Regions from separate parts of the Mus musculus genome. Here all the other regions are linked to region 2. Evidence: chromatin contacts called from public Hi-C data. All regions are on one chromosome and are shown on one strand. Each heading gives the region's core, a stretch centred on a gene start, on an enhancer-like site or on the middle of the called end of the contact. The rest is flanking DNA. Distances are from core to core; before and after follow the strand shown.

The links. Hi-C and Micro-C count contacts between places; a contact is called where the count stands out from the background.
Region 1: a Hi-C map of cerebellar granule neurons shows a contact between it and region 2, with 2.1 times the contacts expected there. The contact joins two enhancer-like sites. A contact is called at or near these places in 2 of 484 Hi-C or Micro-C datasets (cerebellar granule neurons and cerebellum).
Region 3: a Hi-C map of cerebellum shows a contact between it and region 2, with 2.9 times the contacts expected there. The contact joins two enhancer-like sites. A contact is called at or near these places in 12 of 484 Hi-C or Micro-C datasets (the Patski cell line, cerebellar granule neurons, cerebellum and 6 more) and 3 of 115 datasets of contacts at active chromatin or transcription factors (astrocytes, heart atrium and neural progenitor cells).

What each region holds. Positions count from the first base shown.
Region 1 is chr4:82,403,527-82,406,226 of GRCm38.p6, reverse strand. The region is part of intron 2 of Nfib (nuclear factor I/B); the gene reads left to right. Among named protein-coding and RNA genes, the nearest start is that of Nfib, 100 kb to the left of the region's middle. Within about 2 kb of position 1,381, at least 82 of the 459 cell types and tissues checked have an H3K27ac peak or open chromatin away from gene starts, as enhancers often do. A contact at or near this core is called in cerebellar granule neurons and cerebellum, where this site is marked.
Region 2 is chr4:81,936,281-81,938,980 of GRCm38.p6, reverse strand. No RefSeq gene overlaps it. Among named protein-coding and RNA genes, the nearest start is that of Gm46886, 3.5 kb to the right of the region's middle. Within about 2 kb of position 1,425, at least 9 of the 459 cell types and tissues checked have an H3K27ac peak or open chromatin away from gene starts, as enhancers often do. A contact at or near this core is called in cerebellar granule neurons and cerebellum, where this site is marked.
Region 3 is chr4:81,566,838-81,569,537 of GRCm38.p6, reverse strand. No RefSeq gene overlaps it. Among named protein-coding and RNA genes, the nearest start is that of Mpdz, 130 kb to the right of the region's middle. Within about 2 kb of position 1,392, at least 35 of the 459 cell types and tissues checked have an H3K27ac peak or open chromatin away from gene starts, as enhancers often do. A contact at or near this core is called in cerebellar granule neurons and cerebellum, where this site is marked.

The sequences.
Region 1 (2,700 bases), core at 132-2,631, 470 kb before region 2:
ACTGTCTGTAAGTCCAGGTTCTGTTGCTACTCTTCTGGCCTCCATAGGTACCAGGCATGTGTGTGGTATGCATACATGCATATAGACAAAACACTCATGTACATGAAATAAACAAATCTTAAGAAATTTTAGGGGAATGCTGGAGAACAAAGAGTACGCATAATGCACCCTTGGAAAGGGCTCAGGAAGTCTCAGTGAGTAAAGCTGATTGCGTTGTGACCTTGGTTTGGATCCTAAGCATCCAGCTCCAAGCTGGGCATGGCTCGCACCTGTCATCACAATGCCAGAAGGCAGACTCAAGGAGGATCTTCAAGGCTTGTAGGAGAGCCAGTGTAGCCGTAGAGGAAAGTTCCTGCATCAGTGAGAGACCCTGCCTCCCCAGACTGAGATGAAAAGCTATCGAGGAAGACACCTGATGCCTGTCTCTGGCCTGCACACGTTGGTGCTCAGATGAGCACACATGCATGGACGTGTGTACATACGCAGTATTGCATTAGAGAGATGCTAGGCCTTCCCCCATTACAATGGGGATGGAAAGGAAAGCAGTGTGGGGCCATATAGTTAAAGGTAGAAACGCAGGATACATAGTGACAAATCACAATAAATGGAATGAGTGCCACCACTCTGTCAGCTCCATGGAACTCATCCTTTACCTCTGAATTCTGGCAGCACAGGTGGTTGCTGGATTCAACCGAAGCTACCTCATCACTGCCAATGATTACAGGATAGCACATGGGGCCTAAGGTGTCTCACAGCCCGAGCTTAAACTTGTGGAACTCCCTAAAAGAAAAGCCCAATGGTCTCATTATTGCAACATTTGACATCTGGGCACACAGCATTTTAGCTGGATTTCAGTTTTGAGAGGGGAGGGGTGGTGTGCAGAGACAGAGGTAGAGACAGTAGACATTTTTTCTGGGGCTAGTTCCTTTATTTGTCCTTTACAATTTTTTTTTATATATTCCTAGCATGAAGAAATCAATGCATCTTAGTTTCACACAGCCCCCCTCTACTTCCTGCTTCTTCCTTCATTTCCTCATTCCTTTCCTTCTTGCCTTTGTCCCTCCCCCCTTTCTCACTGCCCCCTTAGTCAGCTCCTGTGCCTTGCAGAGATGAAAGGATTCTGGGTTTTATTTCACTTTTCTCAATTAGGTGGGATTTGTAATATAGACAGTTCCTCAAATTCAAGGTGTTTGCTGGAGAAAAGCAAAAAAAAAAAAGGGGGGGATTCTTTACAATGTTATTTGAATGATATAAAAGGACCACAGCCTCTAAAAGAGAAGCCAATTGATCTTGCCTGCGTTTTCTAAACACGAATACTGGGTTGGGGCTCAGAGTACAGGCACATTTCACCACTGCAAATGGCAACTGGCCCGTGCATGGGCTTCCACAGTAAAGTGTGATCAAGAGGATTTCATTTTACCTTCTCACACAGATCTAAATGAGCTGCTTTAATTAGCGGAAGGCATTGAGGGTTCACCTGTGACAGGGATGGAATTTGGAACCAGATCCCTGTGTTCGCGTTTCTAACTTGTAGCCTTCAAATAATGCTTTGTGGTTTCTCAAGCAGCTTTAGGGAGCAAAACAAAACAGTACGTTGTGGTACCATCTCTTATCCGTGTGGGAAATGCCCTTGGGCTCTGTGACAGTCTGCATCCCTGCCCAGCCGCAGTGGCCTTTGCCCTGGCCAGGCACAGGCCGGCGACATTTCAGGAGGCCGCTTGGCAGCCATTTTAGATCTGCCCGCGCAGAGCCCTGGCTGCCAAGAGCTGCAGCCACTCCGTGCCAAGACACTCTTGGCAGTGGAGATAAACTTTGTAGAGATACACAGTCCAGAAATATCTTATAATTACAAAGCACAGGGGGCAGAATGTTTTTACAATACAGCTGTGCTAATGTAAACATTTAATTTGGCAGCCTTCTCCACCCACTTTTCAATTAACCGGGTTTATGCAGATACTTTAGCTCTGTAATAAACTTTATTGCTACTTCTCTTAGAGTACAGTTTATGAAACACAGATTTGAGGGGCTTGGGGGGGGGGCGCTGTCCATCCATTTAGGAAAGCACACTGTGGATGTTAGGTTGCCATGAAGGGGAAGTGTAGCTTTCTGTCTCGAAAATGCCACAGTCCTGGCTTGACTCAAAGAATTGCTTTGGGGGAAAAATGTGGGGGCTGTCTCCTTTGGCTCCCAAAGCATGCAAGAAGATATTAATAGAAAGAGGTAAAATCGCTTATGTAGCTGCATAAAGACACTCGTGTTGGTGATCATTAAACAGGGTAAATGTCCCCTGCAATGCATGAGACGGCTTCAGAGACAAATTCCCGATAACAGTTCTTACAGATATAATTATAATAATTGTGTGATCGCCGTGATAATTATTCTTATAGACTGAAAGAAATAATTTTCTATCTAGAGTAGCGTTCAACTGTTCTGCTCACAAAGACAGTCAATAGATCTTTTTTAGCTAACCTAAAAAAATTGTAGAGGTCATGGGGGGTTTTCCAGCTAAATTTAGAATTAATTGACTTTGTAAAAAAAGACCCCCTCCAAATAAGGAATATGACATCATAGTCAACGAGGTGTCTTTGCAGTGATTTGCTTATACAGTTCTCCAAAATTAGGGAAAGCCGTGCATACATACATACTCATGCCATACATACCAATGCATGTTCTTTTAAAACAGATTTTAAAATGTATGAT
Region 2 (2,700 bases), core at 176-2,675:
ACAGAGGACAAGCAGGGTGGAGACTGACAAAAGGGTCCAAACTTGACTGACAGTGTCTTAAGGAGCCCTCACAAGTTCACTAATGTTGAGGGAAATGTATTTGCTTTTATCGATTCATTCAGAAAACTTTGGCTGGTGTTTTCATGGCATTCAGTAATTTTCATACAAGTACATGTAGTTCACTTTGAGCACATTCCCCAAGCTCCGTGCCTTTCTGTCTCACTCTGGTGTTTAGTTGCCAAGGTCGAAACACAATAGCTACCTATGACAGTTCTCTTTGCTCCAGATGCTGCCTCATAGGTTTTCCTGTGGTCCTCCACATAGCTTGTCCAGAGGCCCCACACTCCCATAAGAAATGCCTTGTTAGGGAGAAATCAAATGGTCTCAACTTCCTTCCCTCAGTGTCCTTACAGGAAATATTCTTGCAGCCCTCATCTGGGCATCGCTAGGTTGGCTGATGGCTCCCATGAGCAAGAAGTCTTTCCTGTTTCTCTTGCTAGACAACCATGGATGGCTCATTTCTGCCTTTGAATTTTCCAAATGGTTATGGATTGCTGGAAAACTCTTACACATTCTTTTGAGGCCTAAGGTTTCAGGAAAATGGTCATCCCTTGCATAGAGCGAGGTTGTATCTCTCTCTATCTCCTCCGAGAAGGAGTGAGTTGGTGCAAACACAAGAGACCACTTCCAAACAAGGTTTCTGGGGGAAAATTCTCACCTTTCTGTTCCTTGCACATGAGCCAGCAACTCAGGACTCCTCCAGTGTGCTTCTTTCTAATTCTTAATTTAATGGACTATCTTACTTCTTTTTAACTATTTTCCATTTAAAATTAGCATATATTACATATGTGGTTTAAAAAAATGTAAAATTCTGTTGGTTTTTAAATGTCTTCTTTAAATCTTTTTTGTTGTTCTTAGTATTCCTGTCTATAAAATGGGCAAGAGCACATAACATGTTTCCTCACCACAGGACAGCTGTTGGTGTGTTTGGTTGAAAATGCAAGGCCCATTATAAAAGAAATACTCAGAAACATGAGCTCCTTCACTTCCTTCATGTTTTATAGCACTCTTTTTTTTTTCCTGGTGGATATAAAGAGCAGCATCAACTGAGATTAAATTCCTCCAACTTAATTCTTGCTTCCAACTCTAGCTAATTACTTGAACAGCACTAGCAAAGAAAAGCTGACACAAGAAACTGGACAAGGTCTGTGTCTCCAGTGCTCTGAGGAGAGAGCAATAAGTAAGGTGTTCTGCACAGCTCAATAATTTGCACCACAGGAAAGCCGTACTTCCAAGGGCAGGCAATATGTCTGCAGCATCCTCCTGGAGGAAGAAGGGCCAGGAGCTCATCTTTATGGCTTGAGGCTTGAAAGCTGCTTAACTGGGCGGAACGCCACCTCCTTGCCATCAAAGCTGTCCACCTGGCAGTGAATCTCAATGAGACAGCTGACTGGCTCAGCGTACAAGTTGCCTTGCCAAGGGGATGAGAACGTAACCAGAAGGTCTTTCAGGAAATCTGTTTAGGATGTGGGGGATGAAGAGGAAGAGAAGGATCAATCCTTCCCTTGTGTGAGGTGAAGGAGAAGGAGTCCTGCCTGCCTGCTCTTTGCTACACAAACCAGTTGGAGCTTTGCAGAGCCCTTTGCTCACTCAGTCCTAAATTCTGGTTGGCTCTTATTTTAGAGTCCAGCAGTAGTGTCAAGCAGTAAGTGCCATTCCTTTGAAAATACAATATGGATGCTGGCTCAATTCAAAGAATGAAGGTAAGAAGGGACTTGAAAATCATTCTCATTAGGCTGGTTGTCATGCTGAATACAAGAATTCCCAGCACTCTGGAGAATGAATTAAAAGGATCGTGACTTCTCATACATCAAGGAATACATAGCAAGTACCTGTCTTAAAAATACAAAACAAGTAAATGAACAGAAAACTATATTTGTGAGACAATTACAAATACAAACAAGAATCTTATAGTAAAGACACAAAGCTATTATTGTTAGACTGCTAGCTTACAAAAAATTGAAGTTAGAAAATATAGTGAATTGTTTCTCTTCTCCAAATGTTTAGAATTATTAACCAAATCATTAAGAAAACTTCTAATTTTACAATACTTGCTATATGCCAGTTACCAGATTCACCACTTCATGCAAATGCTTGCTTTTACCCACTGGCCTTGAGAATTTACAGGTAGGTATTCTCCATCTCTAGTCAAAACAAAACAAAACCAGGCAACTTTTATAAGCTGCCCCTAAACATACAGTTATCGAGAAACCCAAGATACGACCCCTCTTTTCTCCTACCCCAGAATTTTATCTCTTAGTCTGCAAACATTTGTGATCAAAGCTCTTTATAACATATTGAACATTGGGGCTGAAGAAAGAGTACTGAGAATACACACTAAGGAGAATACACACACTCTGTGTCTGTACCCTGAATTCTGGTGCTAGAAGCGGCAAAGATGACAAAGAATAAAATCTGAGCATAATCTTCAAAAATTCAATAGCTATAAGTTATGACAAAACAGTGCTTCCTTTTGGTATAGCAATGGTGGAAAATACTCATTTTATTCAAACAATATATATTATATATGTTATATATAGCATAAATGTATATAATTTACCCCCCCCCCCATTAGTTTGAAATTGAAGGAATGAAATTCAGAAACAATGTTAAAACAAAAGGAAAGAGTACGAAACTTGT
Region 3 (2,700 bases), core at 143-2,642, 370 kb after region 2:
CACACACACACACACACACACACACACACACACACTCACACGGTGCATCTCGAGGTGCTCATATACTTTTATCCACCAGGAGTTATACCACCTGCCAAATCATACCTCATCTTCCAACCTTGTCACCCTAAAGCGAAAAGGATTTGTATTTTCACTCCAGCCCATAACTGGTAGAACCTTATCCCATTTCTGCTTCTCTTTACATTCATTCTGCCAAATCCGTGTGGTCTCTCTCTGACATTCTCTATCAAACTGAAGAGATTGTGTGAGGTCAGTGACACAGAAGAACTTGTGTTCGGGTTTATAGGGAACCCGAAAGCTGGAGAGATGCAAGGAACTCGTGAACTCACAAGAAGAAAGAAAAGCAAGAAGGTGTGTGGAGAGAGCTCACGTGAACAGCAGAAATAGATGAGATCATGCCTGGTGGAGTGAGAGAACAGGACTGGGATTTGCTTTACCAGGTTGTCATTTCCAAGATGAGTAACTCTTCAGGCTTATTTTTCTTGAGGATATTAAAAACTTAGTGAAACGGATGCTCAGATTCTAATTATAAATAGCAGTTACAATAAGCTCAGGAACCCAGCTAATTCACATAACCCTCTAGAAGCATCCGTTAGGCAAATGAATGTGCTCTACCCAGTGTCTGTAGGTCCGTTGCATTGAGTCCACCTACAGTAAGGAATAGAGTAGCTTCTCTTTCTTGAAGGGTTATTTTTTTATTACTAATTTAACTGGTGTTAAACTGGTGAGCATATGAGTGTCACTACAATTTGGAGTTCGGTTCACCAAAGTATGTTTTTGTACATTGATGGCGAAACCGAGAGATCTGTTCTCCCTGCAATGCTGTGAGATGCTGGGGGCCCAGCAGCTTTTTCAGCTCACAGCAATGAAGCATGTACCAGCAGAGTGGGCTGCTTGCCTTGTCGGAAAGAAAGAATCTTGGGAACTCTCTGTCCTGCTGGAGTCTATGGCAGCAAACCGATTTTAACATCCCTTTTCACCAAATGAGATTTTTTTTTACTTTTTCAGATTCCTAAATCATGAGCCAAACTCGTATAAACCATTCAATATGTCATGGAAGACCTCCACTGTAAAATTACTATGTTGAATTTCCAACTTTTTTTGTGTGTGTGTGTGTGTGTGTTCAAAAAATTTAAAAACACAACAAAACAAAACATTTCTCCAACACCAGAAACATGATCAACTCCAAATCCAGAAAGATTTACAAATGCCAGAACATGGTTATCTCCCAGCAAACATACCATTTCTTTGTTTCATAGGACACTAAGGATGAATTATTCATGAGACCTGATTTCACATGCTTATTGTGTCTGGTGGCAAAGTCCCCGCCTGCTCAGCCTCGGGAAAGCTGGGGCCTCTCTGCTGCACAGGGCATGGTGCCATCCAGGGACCAGCCATGTGCTCACGAGTTACTGGAGCAGGGCAGGCAGCTCCAGTGGTCTCAGCTGTGCAGACAGCTGTTTGCCCACCGTCTGTGATGGCAGAAATGTGTGGTGGGTTTATCCTGAACAGCGTGCTCCCCCACCCCCTCAACCACACATGTGCTAGCAGGCTCTTACACACACACACACACACACACACACACACACACAATTCCATGCTGAGCATCCTAGTCTCCACCATCACCAGAGGAAAGAGAAGCCCCGAGATTTGGAACCCAGAATGAGCAGTTGACAGGAGTGGAGAACAACTCCTAATCTTACATGCAACACTGTTGGAGGAGTGTCTGTAGCCTCCTCCAGACCCAAGTTTCTCTTGTCAATTTGGTATCAAAAGGTTTGTGCATGCATGAAATTCAAAATGATTTATTGTTCATATACTGCTTTATTTAGTTGCTTAATAGGTTGATGGATGTGCAAAGGTCCTACATAAAGCAGAGGCCTCTTTTTTTTTTTTCCCAAAAGGAAAAAAAAAGTAAAGAAATAGATTGCCACCAGGAGTTTCATCCCATAGTAAAGACAGCCCTTCTAAGCTGGCTTGTGTTTGTAAAGAGTTCCCTTTGTCTCTTGCCTGCTACCTATCTCTGATATTTAGTAGTACACAATGCTACTACACCTTAGACACTACGGGAAGTGACAGGGATGAAGAGAACAAATATCCGGAGTACACCCTGGAGTTCTTTCTAAGCTCCATCCAATCTGTAGTAGGCAGTTCTTTCTTGGTGGAGCTTGGGGTAAAACAGACTTGCCCATCTCCAACAACAGAAGTCATTAGCATCCCATGGCCTCCCTTCTCTACGGAGAGAGATGCAGGGAGGGAAATCCTCTATGCTGGCTTCCTCCGTTGTGCCTCTTATCATTTGGTTCTTTTGCAGACACTGGACTACTTTCATTTTATAAGGACGCACTCCTCCCCAACTAGCATAGGTAATAAAATGAAATTCTCTAAAAACGTGGAAAAGATGGCTGTCAGAGAAGTTCCACCAACCTTTTACTAGCCTGTCTTGAATTTTATTTATTACTTCATTAGAGGTTCTAATATTTTGATTCAGTCTTGGTGAATAGGAGTCAAACTAGGGAGGGGCAAATTTGTTTATAGCAAGTGGCGGTTGAATTTGTGCAGAACTCTTACTCGATCAATGTTCCGTGCAAGCGACATTTGCACAGGCTCTCTGTAACCTCTTTTCCAAACAAACTCTAATTTGACATAATGCAGTGGAGAATGGCACCAGTCATCGGC